2 separate regions of the Bos taurus genome follow, and region 2 is linked to region 1. A link is a contact called in public Hi-C data. All regions are on one chromosome and are shown on one strand. Each heading gives the region's core, a stretch centred on a gene start, on an enhancer-like site or on the middle of the called end of the contact. The rest is flanking DNA. Distances are from core to core; before and after follow the strand shown. Region 1 holds the start of MB21D2 (Mab-21 domain containing 2). Region 2 overlaps MB21D2 (Mab-21 domain containing 2).

The links. A called contact is a pair of places that touch in the nucleus more often than the background predicts.
Region 2: a Hi-C map of liver shows a contact between it and region 1, with 2.2 times the contacts expected there. The contact joins the enhancer-like site here to the promoter of MB21D2 in region 1. A contact is called at or near these places in 2 of 11 Hi-C or Micro-C datasets (liver and skeletal muscle).

The regions. Positions count from the first base shown.
Region 1 is chr1:74,485,032-74,491,650 of ARS-UCD2.0, reverse strand. MB21D2 (Mab-21 domain containing 2) reads right to left here and starts at 2,627. Exons shown (of 2, transcript NM_001205856.1): 1 at 2,417-2,627. The coding sequence starts at 2,627. LOC104970906 (a long non-coding RNA gene) reads left to right here and starts at 3,122. Exons shown (of 3, transcript XR_009495076.1): 1 at 3,122-5,486.
Region 2 is chr1:74,572,346-74,579,606 of ARS-UCD2.0, reverse strand. All of the region lies in intron 1 of MB21D2 (Mab-21 domain containing 2), which reads right to left. Among named protein-coding and RNA genes, the nearest start is that of MB21D2, 87 kb to the right of the region's middle. Within about 2 kb of position 2,351, at least 14 of the 102 cell types and tissues checked have an H3K27ac peak or open chromatin away from gene starts, as enhancers often do. A contact at or near this core is called in liver, where this site is marked.

The DNA of each region.
Region 1 (6,619 bases), core at 1,378-3,877:
TGGTCCCACCCCTGTAACACCTTAACAAGCTGAGGGTTATTAAGACACCTCATTCGCATATTCATTAAAGACTCTGAGCTGTGGCAAGTGAAACAAAGTGCACAAAAAGAGATTTTGTTTTTTTAAGCCCAGCGAAAATCCGCTTTAGAAAAAGTAAATCCACACGGGGACCCTTGCTGTCGCCAAACCTTCACTTGTCTAGAGCAGCCAGCACCTCATTAAAGGAAAGCAAGCAACACACAAATGAATGCAGCACCGCACACAGGCAGGCTCATTTCGCCATCTGCCTTCTAGTGTCCAGAGGGGTAAGAGGCTTAAATGATATTCTCCTGAATTTTTCTCTCCTGCAGGTGGAAACATCAGATTCCCAGGGGGCGAAAAAGACCGCTCTTGCAAGATCAAGTGGGTAAAAAGGAATAAAAGGGAATTTCGTTTACCTGTCAACACACTCATGACATTCAACACAAAATGAATTAAGCAATAATTCATTTGCCATTCATATCTGGGTAAATTTGTGAAATCAGTGTATCAGCTGTGGGGTTAACACAGAAGTTCCTAATGAGCTGGGCGTTTAAACTTAACCCCTTCCCATAGCCTCCCCTTTTCTGCTCCTTGAGTATCCCTGACTGATGGTGACCAAGCACCTTTTCCTAGTGAATGACCTAGAGCAGGAGACATCGGAATTGATTTGGGGGCTGTAAAAACACAACGGGCAATTTCCATTAGACACGCTGAAGAGAGAGGCAATGATTAAACAACTTAAATAACTGCCCTGAGCATTCTCTGTGTATCCTCACCCTTCTGACAAGCACCGTGCTGGTTTTCAGATCTGAAAGCTTTGTAAGCTTGTAAAGTTTCCCTCTGGAATCCCATCCCACCAGAAGATTAGGGAGTAATTTAAACACACGCACACACATATACACACCCCACATTTGTCTAAATACTAGCTGAATCGTCGAATATCTCAACAGAGTGCTTTCCAACCTCATACACAATCTAGGAACACTTGGGGAGAATGGAGCAAAAGGTAAAATCCAGCCCCAAGTTTTAATGTGCTTCATACAACTTCCCAAAACGTTACTACCCTCCGCGGCCACACGTTCAACTTGTATTACCCACTTCTTGGGCTGTGGGGAGGACGCAAACCGAGACGGAAGGTACACTCTGATAGAACTAGCAACGAGAGGAGGCAGCCGGATGAAATCCAATAGATGGCAGGACGAAGGGAAAAACTCAAGTCTTCCTCTGCAGTCAAAGACCTTTTCAATGAAATTTTCCACTACCTGGTAAACTGCCCAAGAATGTGTTTGTCTAGCTCACAGAGACACGAGGCAGGCAGCGCTACACTGGAGTCCCAGTTCGGTGGAGTGTTAACCCCCAGGCCACGTACTGCATAGCAGCCAGAGTTGCCTCGGTGAGCCGCAAGCTACGTGGGAGGCTCCCACCAGCGGGCTCTCACAGCAATACCCCGAACTACAGGATACTAGGGGGTTATTCGATCGCCCTGCCCGGCTCAATTATTTTCCTATACACAACATTCAACAATCTGTTAAGGACCTGTAGGTGCCAGGCTGGGGGATGGGAGAGGAGCTTTATTCTAATCCAAACGTCGCCGAGGTTCGAAACCCAGGACACCTCTCTCGGCCAGCGAACAGACAGAAAACAAAGAGCAAGGGGCTGGCGATCCTCGGGGTCAGAGGTCTAAGCGCGGTCATTTTCGAGCTGGGAATTAGGAATTCCAAGCTTAGCAAGAACCCTGGAGAAGCACCGGAAATGCTTTGAACCGCTTCAATGGGAAATCTATTTGCAAATCAAAGTTGCAGGAACTCCGGGCGCCCAGCCTACTCGAGCGGGTTACTAGGGAACACCCAACAAGTTTGGCCACCGGGGGCTCGGCGTGACAGCGCCGCGCCGCAAGACTGCTCGCAACTTGTCGCTCGGGAGCCGAGCCAGAGCCCCAAGCTGTCTCCGCTCCCCGAGCTCCAGACAGGACCTGAGACTCGGCGCAGGGAAGGAGCACGTCCGTGCCTCCGGAGACAAATCCCTTCATTGAAGGCGCCGCGGGTTCTCATCTGGACCGCACGGCTTCCAGAGGTTTCCCCTCAACAGTGAGCCGTTTCACCACCAACGCTTCACCTGCCTACCACCCCCAGTCGGCGAGAAATTAACAAAAGAGTCAGTAGTCGGGGGCGGTGCGGAAAAGGGACCCGGGGCAAAGTATAGTTAGGAGGGAAGGGAAGGCGGCTCAGGTTGCGGCGGAGAAAGAATGGAAAAGGCAGAACTGAGATGGGTTATACCCCAGGCACCTGGCTCCGGGAAGAAAATAAGGAAAGAGCGCACGAGAAGGGGGAATGGGTTCTTTACCCTGCTTCCCATCACTCTCTCACACACACACCCCTCTCTTTTTCCTCCTTACCCAGCATGGAAAAGATGAAATCCTTAGCTGTGTGAATCTCCAGTGCTCTCTGGTCGTCATATTCCCGCTGGTCGTGCTTCGTAAATTCTTGGATGAGTTTGTTCAATTCCTCCACCCGAGCTCCCGACCTGAAATCCAGCTCCGGGAACGCAGGCTTGTTGTTACAGCCCAGGGAGGCTGCCTTGCTGGCGGTGGGAGCCGCCATCTTCATACAAAACGCGCCGAGTAGCAGCTCCGCGGCGGCGGCAGCACCCACCCCCGCCCCCCCACCCAGCCCCCCTGGGCCTCCTCCCCTCGTCGGCTCCTTGGCTGTGACCCCGGCCCGTGGGCGGGCTGGCGGGCCGGCGTCTAGGCGGGCGGTCCCGGCTGGGTGCGCTCCGGGCGTACGGGCTTCAGGAGGATCTGGACTGCAGCGAGAGTGCGTGTGTGGCCCCGACACCCTTTCCTGCGGCCCCAAGCCGGCCCAGATGCAGTAGGTCCCTGCCCTCCCCTGGCCCTCGCTGGCCCCGACTACAGCGGTTGTGGAGCCAACCTAAGCCTCCCCCGGGCGAGGAAAGTGAAGTGGAAACAATGTGAAATTCACCAGCTCTGAAATCAACAAGCTGCCGGCTCCGGTGTTACGGAGCCAGCGCCAGCGTCCCCCATTTAAAGGGACAGCGCACCCAGTGGAAAGAAAATAAATGACAGAGGTCTGCGCTCCATACCACTTGCCAATCTGTAGTCGGGCAGACGTGAGAGATGTAGATGTATTCTTTCTTTGCCTCCACTCCCTTAGGGGGCAGGGATTGCCAAGCGCCTTCAAGGAGAAAGAAGCCTTCCTCTGTCTGATTTTAAGGGCGGTGTCCTGGGCGAGGGCATCCCTATGCAAGGTTTCCGTCTCAAGAATTCCAGCGCCTTTTGATGGTGAAGGAGCCCGCCTTAAGGAATGTAAAAACCAACCTTCTGCCCTCTTCTGCACAGACTGCCAAAAATATTAGGATTAAACGTATAAAAAAGAGTGTCCTCCCTGTCCCGTACAGACATTCCCATTAGCCACTATAGTATTCCTACTTTTGCCCTAGGTAATCAAATTTTCCTGGATAACATCTTATTAAACTTAATATAGTGTCTTAATGATGTTCAGCCCGTTCCAATATTAAGATAGGAAAACCGAAGTGTAGGCGTGAGGAAGGGGAACATAATTAATTGCCCCACGTTCCAGTGAATGTTCAATGACGTGGTGAAAATTCTCAAACAGATAAAATTTGAGCTTCTACTATTTGCCAGGCAGAGTGCTAGAATCTCCGTGGACAGTGATAAGACAAAAGACAAGGTTCCTGAGATGGAGTCATACTCAACAAGGCAGATTCTACCTAAGTCCAAGGTCCTTCAGATGTTTTTACCGTTTATGAGCTTTTTGACTCCGACAATTAGGAGGCCTCCTACTCGTTGTTGTTCAGTTGCTAAGCGGTGTCCAACTCTGCGATCTTAGAAAAGGGTTATCTTCCTTGCTAGTTCTCCAAAATCCAACTTGTCTCTATCCCATAGGCTGGATATAAGAGCTTTTTCTTACCTGGGTTCTCATAGCCAAGAATACAAACTCTTCTGTTAATTCAGGCTCTGTCTTTTCCTATAAAATAGAGGTGATAATTCCTATCTCATAGGTTGTTTTGAAGATTACATGAAATAAAGTGGGCCAAGCACTTAGTGAAATACCTGACACAATAAGTGCTGAATTAAATGTTAGCTACTACAATCCCTGGGTCTGGAAGATCCCCTGGAGAAGGAAATGGCAACCCACTCCAGTATTTTTGTCTGGGAAACCCCATGGACAGAGGAGCCTGGCCAGGGCTACAGTCCATGGGATTGCAAAAGAGTCAGACACAACTTTTAGCAACCAAAACAAGGACAACAACAAACCATGGAGGAGAAGGGTAAAAAAGTTTTTGTTAAGTGAATTGGTAATTTCTTTTTTTCTTTACAAATTAAATGACTGAGTCAATTCCTTCTATGCTTTTTTCTGTAAGCTTTCCCTAAGACCCTCCCCCAAGCTGGTGGCAACATCTTTCTCCTTAGAACCTCCACTGCACCCTTTCAGAAACTTTCATATGCCGCTGATGAATTTTGACCTACTTTTATCATTGTTAATGCAAGTTTCAAACTATGAACTTCCCTAGGATGACTGCATCTTACTCATCTTCAGATTGGTCCCTGCACAAAGGTCCTCAGTGTTTATTGCATCAGGTGTTGAATGAAGAACTTTGGCATAACCAGTTAATTTCTTTTTGGGTTTTCTTCTCTTTGAAACAAACTTTCTCACCCAGCTAATATTAAAGAGGGAATATACATGTCCAGCTGAATGCTGGTGCGCTGATGAGGGAGTTACTTAAAACCCTGGCTTTTGCAGGTCTGCTGTGCTGCCCTGATTTCTCACCTGTGAGAGTATTGCCATTATTTGTGCAGTGGAATAAACTATGTAAGCGGTTGGAACCACGATACAAATCGATCCACTCCTATCTATCAGTTCTTCTCTCAGGATCAATGATAGCCGTCAGTAAGACAGCTGGTTGAGGCACAATCATTTCATGGATCAGAATGATACTAGTTCACCCATTCAAGCAACAACCTCCAACCTAATAGAGTTTGAAAGAATTCAGGCAAAAATTTAAAACACTCTTTCTTTGTTAATTTCCCAAAGTGTGAATGATCCAATGCTCCTCCTTGTGATACTTACAGTCATAGAGATAAAACAGGTAGTAGGAATTATGCCTTGTGACTCAGCCATGAGTCTTGGATGTTTTGAATAAGGAAGTCAACAAATGGTCTCTCTGTTCTTCAACACTATCTGCTCACTTTCCATCAGCCAGATCAGAATTCTATGAGTTATTGACCTTCAGTGAGTCTGTGTATTTGAATAATGTCCTGAACAGTTAACTAAATACCTTTTAAATGCTCTTATACAGCTACAATATGATGATACAAACATCCTTTGTCCAACTGGCAAAACAGGGAGAGGATCAGATCATAATTTCCTGAACTGGTCTTTTGGGAAACTTAAACCTCTGAGTTCCTGTAGACTGAGCTCCTCAAGGTAAGTGCTGTCTCTTTACCTTCCTAAACACCACATTTAATACATTTCTTGGCTCACCTTATGACTTTAATTAATGTGTGTAATGAATGAACCGGAGAAGGCAATGGCACCCCACTCCAGCACTCTTGCCTGGAAAATCTCACGGACGGAGGAGCCTGGTGGGCCACAGTCCATGGGGTCGCGAAGAGTCGGACACGACTGAGCAACTTCACTTTCACTTTTCACTTTCATGCATTGGAGAAGGAAATGACAACCCACTCCAGTGTTCTTGCCTGGAGAATCCCAGGGACAGGGGAGCCTCATGGGCTGCCGTCTATGCGGTCGCACAGAGTCGGACACGACTGAAGCGACTTAGCAGCAGCAGTAGCATGAATGAACAAATTAATATCATCTCTCAAAGACCAGGAAGTCAACATTTAGATGATTTGCATGCTAAGATAAAATATCTCAGTGTAAACTATCTATGGGCTTTCCCACTGGTGCAATGGTAAAGAATCCATCTGCCAGTGCAGGAGATGCAAGAGACACAGGTTCAATCCCTGGGTTAGGAAGATCCCCTGGAGTAGGAAATGGCGACCCACTACAGTATGCTTGCCTGGAAAATTCCACAGACAGAGGAGCTCGGCGAGCCACAGTCTACAGTGTCGCAGTCAGTCAGACACGCACATACAACAACAAAAGCTATCTATGGTTTCCCAACAATCACTTGAGTTATTATAAATGTAGGTATTTCTGCTTCTATTTGTGTAGCCTTTTATTTTTCCCTGTGTGTTATATGGCCTAAGAGAAGGAATGGAAATGGAGAGGAAGGTGAAGAGAAACAGAATAATCATAGAAGATATTTAAGAGTGTCTTGGGAGATCCACTGGTGGCTTAGACGTTAAAGAATCTGCCTGCAATGAAGGAGACTTGGATTTGATGCCTGGGTCAGGAAGATCCCCTGGAAAGGGAAATGGCAGCCCACTCCAGTATTCTTACCTGGGAAACCCCATGGACAGAGGGGCCTGGCAGGCAACAGTTAATGGACTTGCAAAGAGTCAGACAGGACTGAGCACTAACAACAACAACAAAGAGTATCTTAGACTTGTAATAAAAGCGCAGGTTTCTAGAGTGTTTCAGATGACTCAGGAAAG
Region 2 (7,261 bases), core at 1,102-3,601, 88 kb before region 1:
GAGACAGAATTCATTATTAAAACTAGATCTTGCCAACTAACTTTATTACTTCTGTGCTTTTTAAACATCTACCTAGAAGTTATTCAACAGACACAAGAGCAAATGTAAATCACTGGTTTTGTTAAGTGTAAAGTCCAATATCAAGTAACCAGGAGGGAGCATGAGATCCAAAAGGATGAAGAGGACCAGAAAAGGAGAGAGCCTGACCTATTCTCATCGAGCTGGTGATACTCCCTGCAGCCACTGGCAGACCATTTTATCTTTCATGGTTTTGCTTCTCTGTGTGCAAACGAGAAGGAAGCATTCATTACTCACGTTCATCCATCACAAAAGTTCCAGGGTCCTTAGAGCGTCTAGTCTCACCACTTCATTTTCCAGATGACAACACTTAAGAGATGAGAAAGCCAAAGCTATGCTGCCTATGGTTAAAATCCACAAAGCTAGTGAGTGTCAGCGCTTCAACCAGATCAAGGTCTCCTATTTCTTAGACCAGCACTGACATGCTGGTATAAGAGTCAAGTTCGACCACACAGAAGTGCTGAGAAGGGCTATAAATGCACAAGCCTAAATCCTTTACAGGACAGCCTAATCATTGCACTAATACCAATAATCAGTTAGCATGCAGTTTCTCTAGTTTCTCCTAAACAGATATGATAGAAGGTTACAATATGATAAAAGTCACTTTTGATACACTTAGAAGCCACTCTAGTATTCAAAAGTTAAACTGGCATTTTTAAAACATTACTTTCACACTGAATATCCTGAGTTCTCTACTTATAGGCAGATGTAACCAGACACATTCAATTTAAAAAAAAAAAAATCAAGATTACCTGCAAAGAAATTGTTTAGAAAAGGTTTAATTTTAATTAATGCCATACAAAAATGAATCCCAATCTGCTTTAAAAACATTGAGTCTGATAATAAATGTCTGATAATCTCTAAAATGACTTGTAGCTGGAGGATTCCTAAGTGGGTATAATCACAGCTTAACAAAATGCATCTCTCCAAGATAAAGAGTACTCTTCTGGCTGAGAGTTGAAGGGACAGAAAAAGGTTACCCATGGCTGGTTTGGACTTCAAGATTCACATATCTGTACATAAAAGGTTAATTTCAAAAGTTCAATACTTTTGCCAACCCATTTTATTAAAATCCATTTCTGCTTTTAAAGGAAAGTAACATTAAAAGATGCTCAGTTGCATCTGACTCTCTGCAACCTCATGGACTATATAGCCTGCCAGGCTCCTCTGTCCATAGGATTATGCCAGTAAGAAGAGTGGAGTGGGTGGCCATGCCCTCCTCCAGGGGATCTTCCTGACCCAGGTACCAAACCTGGGTCTCCTGCATTGGTAGGTTCTTAATCACTAAATCACCTGGGAAACCAGAATTTAAAAGGTTGAGAAAGTGTAACAGTCACGGAAGTAATCACTGACTCCTATGTTAAAGCATAACAAAGATATTTCTACTAGAAGGACATCTCGCAGATAGCCTAATAACTTTCAGGGCAGAAAGCCCTGGGAGGTACACAGAGGAAAGTCCATCCAAACATTCTTCCTCCCAATCTTCACCTTGTTTCAAGGAGCAACTTAAAATATTACATCCTCTGAGCAGCCTTCCTTGATTCCCTCTAGTTACTACCATGTGCTGCCCCAAGCTTATCCCTGAATACACTCTGCTTACTTATCCAGCTCCCAATTAGAATGTCAGCTCCTAAGGGTAGGGGGCTGGTGGTGTTCTGGCCCATTCCCTTCTTTATTTCTAGTGCCCAGCACAGTAACTGGCCAGAGCGAACATCCAACTGCCTATTGAATGAATGGAAACAATGAATGGGGGGAACAGAGGCTTGGATGAATGTGTGTGGGGGGAATGCAATTCATTTTAGACAAATTCTCTTGCCAGGCAAGTAAAAACACAGCGTAGAAGAGACCTCAGAGATCATCTGGCCCAACCCCCTCATTTTCCAGAAGCCAAGTAATCCTGGCATAATACTGCATGAAATACAAGTGAATATTTCAGAAAACATGTGAAAAAATATTAGGAGAAGTAAACAATCTAATAAACCAAGATACCAGCCCACACAATCTGCAAGCAGAATTTAAATAATCAAAATGTTCACAGCACTAATTTTATTTGGCTTCTCATCAGTGCATTCAAAAGTGTCCATTTATTACCTGGCAGTGTCAAGTCTCCCTCATTCAGGCTCAATTACTTAGTATGTAGATCAGGCAAGATTCTCCCTTCCTCTAGTGCCTGTGTTTCTCCAGCTTTTCAATGCTCATTAGCACCTCCAACAGAAGGCTGAGGAAATGAAACTCCAATTTATCAATGTCAACTGTTGAACCAGCAAATTGCTGGTTCCCGCCCCCACATGGAAGTGTTTGGACAATTCTGAATCAACAAGATGCTGGCAGCTGTGCTCCTATGGTTCAGTAATTGCATTGTTTCCTACTGTGCTTTACGGGTTGTGAAATGAATTTATTAAATAATCTACACAAAGGGAGCATGGTGTGGGCTAGTGGAAACAGCTCTCAGCTGGTGTTAGGAGACTGTTCCACTTCGACCACTAGCCTTGACGTCAGTTTTTCTAGTCCTCAGGCTCCTAACTACCTAAGAGGATAATTCTGCCCTAAGCCGCAGAGAAATCTCTGGCACCTAAACCATTGTCTTATGGTGCTTGACAGAATGTACTAGAATCTGTAATCGACCACTTCATACTGGAAGACAATGGTTACGAAAGGAAAATTCAGTCCACACACATGAAGTATATAATGGAAGGGACTTAAACATACCTAGGGTAGCAAGAGTCGGACACGACTGAGTGACTTTGACTACCACTTGACTACTAGTATAGAAACCAGCACTATTGGTAAGCTTGCCAGTTGGTGTTTTGCTAGCTGTCTTGGGCTATTAAAACCAGTCGGTGTTTCGTAAATCTGGCTGTGTGACTGAATGAGATGTTTAAGTGAAGATGAGAAACACTTGGTATATTATTACAACTGCAAAAGAGGAAAAACAAGTAAAGTTTAATAAAATCAACCCTAAGCCTCGTTGACCTTATTTCTGTTAGTGTTAAACCAGAATCTCAAATCTCAGAAGGCAAAAGGATTTGGGAACATCCCCAAAGATCCGCCCTGCTGAGGGGTAGAAGGGAGAGTCTGCTCACTCGGCCGTGTCCGACTCTTTGTGACCCCATGGACTGTAGACTGCCGGGTCCCTGTGTCCATGGGATGTCCCGGGCAAGAATCCTGGAGTGGGGTGCCATTTCCTACTCCAGGGGATCTTTCTGACTCAGGGGTTGAACCCACGTCTTTTGCATTTCCTGCATTGACAGGCAGATTCTTTACCACTGTGCTACCTGGGAAGCCCAGGAAGGAGAGTCTCACTGGGCCCTAAACAGTTCAGGGTCTTTTCTGTTGTTGGTGTATTTTCTTTTTTTCCTGGATAATAGTGATGATAAGTGATGATAAGACTGGGAAAAAATATCTTCCCTCCAACTGGGAGTTTGGCGCTGATTCAGGGCCCATTGTTTCCAGTCCTTTCCCGTCCCTTCTTAAAAAGCAAAAAAGTTCAAGTAAGGCGGCTTTCTCTCAAATTAAGAAGCAAAATTCCACTCCCTTCCAAATGCTGCCATCAATTATTTTATAAATAGGGCTGGATTCAGGTCCACAAGGTTTACTGAAGTCTACACATAGCCCAGTGGTTCTGGCCAGGCGGTACAATGGCTGACACAGCAATACCCCGGGTTTGATCATTTCCACAACGGGTGTCATGACTGTTAATGTGTGTCACACACAAACCCACGGCTGCCACACTGAAGCCTATCACAGCTGGGCAAGGTACTTTAGTTCCCAATCTCCTACCTACACTGTGCAGAAACCCTGAGAGGTAGGTACTAGGATCACTGTTTTGTAGACAGAGAAGTAGTAACTCAAGGGCATGAAGTTAGGAAGAGATTTGGGTACTCAAACCAGGACTGGCTCACTCCAAATCTCACCAGCTTTCTACAACAAGATGTTGGTGTGAATCTCTGGGATGATTTGTTCTTTCTAGACTGGACGACAAAGTCCTGCCAGGCACCCTTCCAAATAAATTAATGGTCCTACACTGAGGCTTTTCTTCCCAACAGTCAATGGAATATGTACATAGAAGTTCGTCATTGGAGCTTTCTGTGCTTTGGTTTTGGCCGAATGCTAATTCACTCTCTAATGAGGAGTCCTCCAGCCAAACTGCAGGTCAACAGTCTGCTGAGCAGCACAATAGAGTGTGAGTTTTAAAAAGCCACCCATGGAGTTGTCTTCAGAGTTGAGGATCAACATTTAGTTCTCCCTGGAATGCACCCTGGACTGAGACAGGAGGCCAGGGTTCCAGCATATTTTTGCCTGAGGACTGGGGCTGAGAAACCTGTATTGCCAACTCACAACCACTATAGCAATTCACTCCCTCATCTGGGGCCTGCTTCCCCATCTGGAAAATGGGGACTTCGGACCAGCTGATGTATTTTTTAAAGTCCTATCTACTGAGGTAAGACTTATATACAATCAAATCCACCCCTTTGAAAGATACAGTTTGATGAGCCTGACAGAAGTACAGTTTTATAACTAGAGCCACAATTAAGACACAGAAAGATTTCCATCATCCCCCAAAATGTCCTCTTGTCCTTTTGCAGTCAGTCCCCTTCCCAAGCCCCAGGCAATCTCTGATCTGCTTTCTATCCCTATAGTTTTATCATTTTCTGAAAAGCACACAGGTGAAAAAGTATGGAGCCTTCTATGGCTAGGTTCTTTCACTTATTAATAGCATGGAATATTCATTCATGCTGTTGAACTCATCAAATCAATAGCTGACTTCTTATTGTTGAGCAGTATTTCCCTGTATGGATGTGATACACTTTGTCCATCTACTCACCAGTTTGATGCTCAGTTTGGGTGTGTCTACTTTTTTGCTACTGTGAATAAAACTGTAGGCCTTTGTGTGAAAATAAATTCCATTTCTCTTAGATAAATACCTGCTTAATGGGAGTATGATAGCTGAGCCATTTGTTAAGTGTGGGGCGTGTGTGTTTAACTTTCTAATACTGTGTCTCACTGTTTTCCCAGTGGCTGTGCCATTCTGCATTTGCACCAGCCATATATGGACTGGTTGCTATTTAATGGGTAGCCTCAGATAATGACTGTGATGCCTGTCAATGTCCCATGAATGCATTGAGTCTTTTGGAGCAGAGGTCCCATGAAATGAATCTCGGTTGCCTTCACAGCACCAAGGACAGATGCGAAGTTAAGTGCATGGACTCGATGCTGGGAGCCCTTTCCAGCTTTGGCAGTGCTGTCATTCTCTTCTCCCTTCTCTAGACATCTTGTTCTGTGACAGTGAACACTGAACACTTGCTTTAGGCTGAAATCAGTCTAGAAAGGCCTGCAAAACTGGAAACAAAACTGCAAAAATCAGTCTAGAAAGGCTTGCAAAACTGCAAAACACACCTGCGGGCTGTGTAAGGTAAAGGCTTTCACCTCCCACAGGCTTGACTTCCTCTGGTGATCATTACCTTCCATGAAGGTTGTTGGAAGATTAAGTGATGTTATGATATGTGCTCAACACACAGTAAGTGTCCAGTAAATAGCAATGTTTACCTTCGAAAGTTATAAACTGGCATGGCTGATAAAGAAATGGGAGGTGATAAACTGGACCTCCTTCCAAAGGTTCCCAACAACAATTAGAAATGTGAAAAAGGAGTGTTCTGTTTTTCACTGCAGAGACCTCACCATGTTTTCCGGATAAGATTTAAAAGGGTCACAGAGTTCCCTCTCCACATATTAGGTTGCTGCATTCATACCTCTCCTTATTTATACAGTATATACATGTGTGTTAAACATATACACAGAGAGCCACATACACACATAGTGAGAAACGAACAAAGGAAACACAGGTCCTCTCTTGTTGAGCTTACAGTCTAACACATTCCTCTTAACTGATGTGTAGGAAGACACAGGACAAAAGTCTTGCCGTGGGCAAAGAGGCAGAGCTTTCTAGATCTCAGCCAAGCAGCTTAAAGTGTGGCAGCACTGATGGGACTGCTTCAACTCTAATTTTCATTTTATTCAGGGAAATATACTGTAGGGTCTAGAGTTTTTCTGAATGCTAATGTGTGTGTTTTAAAGAGGGAGAGAAGAGAGGCAAGCAGGGCGGATGGGGAATCCACTGATGGACATCTGAGCTCTGAATAATGCATTGACACGTTTCATTTTAAGCACTGTTTGTGTTCCATCCCACCCCCCCATGCCCTGCAAACTAATTGTCTGGATGTTTTGAGCGCCCAGCAAGCTGCCTGCCTAATGACGCCTGGGCTCTTAACAGCCTCATGCCTCTCTTTCCTTTAACCAACGTAGTAAAGAGCTGGGTTTCCATAGTCCCTTCCCCAAAACCATTAGTCTCTCAGCCAAAATTAGAGGAGAGGCAAGTCCCTTTGAGAGAAAGGAGCTGTGGTTGCTGAGCAGCCCTGTAGGAGGCCTGCGGGGGCTCAGTTCACTTTCCTACTAAGAAAGTCCTTCATGAACCAGGAGCCTAAGGCATCATGGGAGCTCGTTAGAAGGCACTCTCTGGCTGGACACTAGGCCTACTGAGTCAGGGGACCCCAGGAGTGTGCAGGCACATTAAAATTTCAGAAGTGCTAGAATGGGATATAAATCCCAGAGTTTTCATTCCATTTTAAGAATCTGACCATAGTATATAGGATAGTCAAGCGAATTGGGACAAAATTATGTTGGAATGGCAGTGTGGTGTGAATGAAACAGCCAGCTCCGATGATCTTCCCCTTCTGATATTCACACCCTGTGTAGTTCCTGCCCACACTGAATCAGGGTCGTCTACAGCAAATCGAATGTGTAGAAGTGACAGCATGAGGCTTATAGGGCAAGGTCATAATAGGCACTACAGCACTTTCCTGGCTTGGTCCACACTTGCTGGTGATGGGGGTGGGGGGCACCACTATACTGGGGACTCTTTCAAGAGCTTGCGGAGAGGCCGACATGGAGATACATTGGGGCCTCCCAGCACCATCTGCCAGTCATGTGAACAAGTCAGCTCACAGGTGTAACCTCCAAGCCCAGCCAAGGTTTCAGGTGACTACCGATCCAGTCAACACCTTACACGCTACTTCATGAAAGACCGCAAGCCAGAACCACCCAGTTAAGCCACTCCCAAACACCTGATTCCAAGAAACTTTATGAGCAAATCAATGTTTAATGCTCTTTTAACCCACTGAGGGCT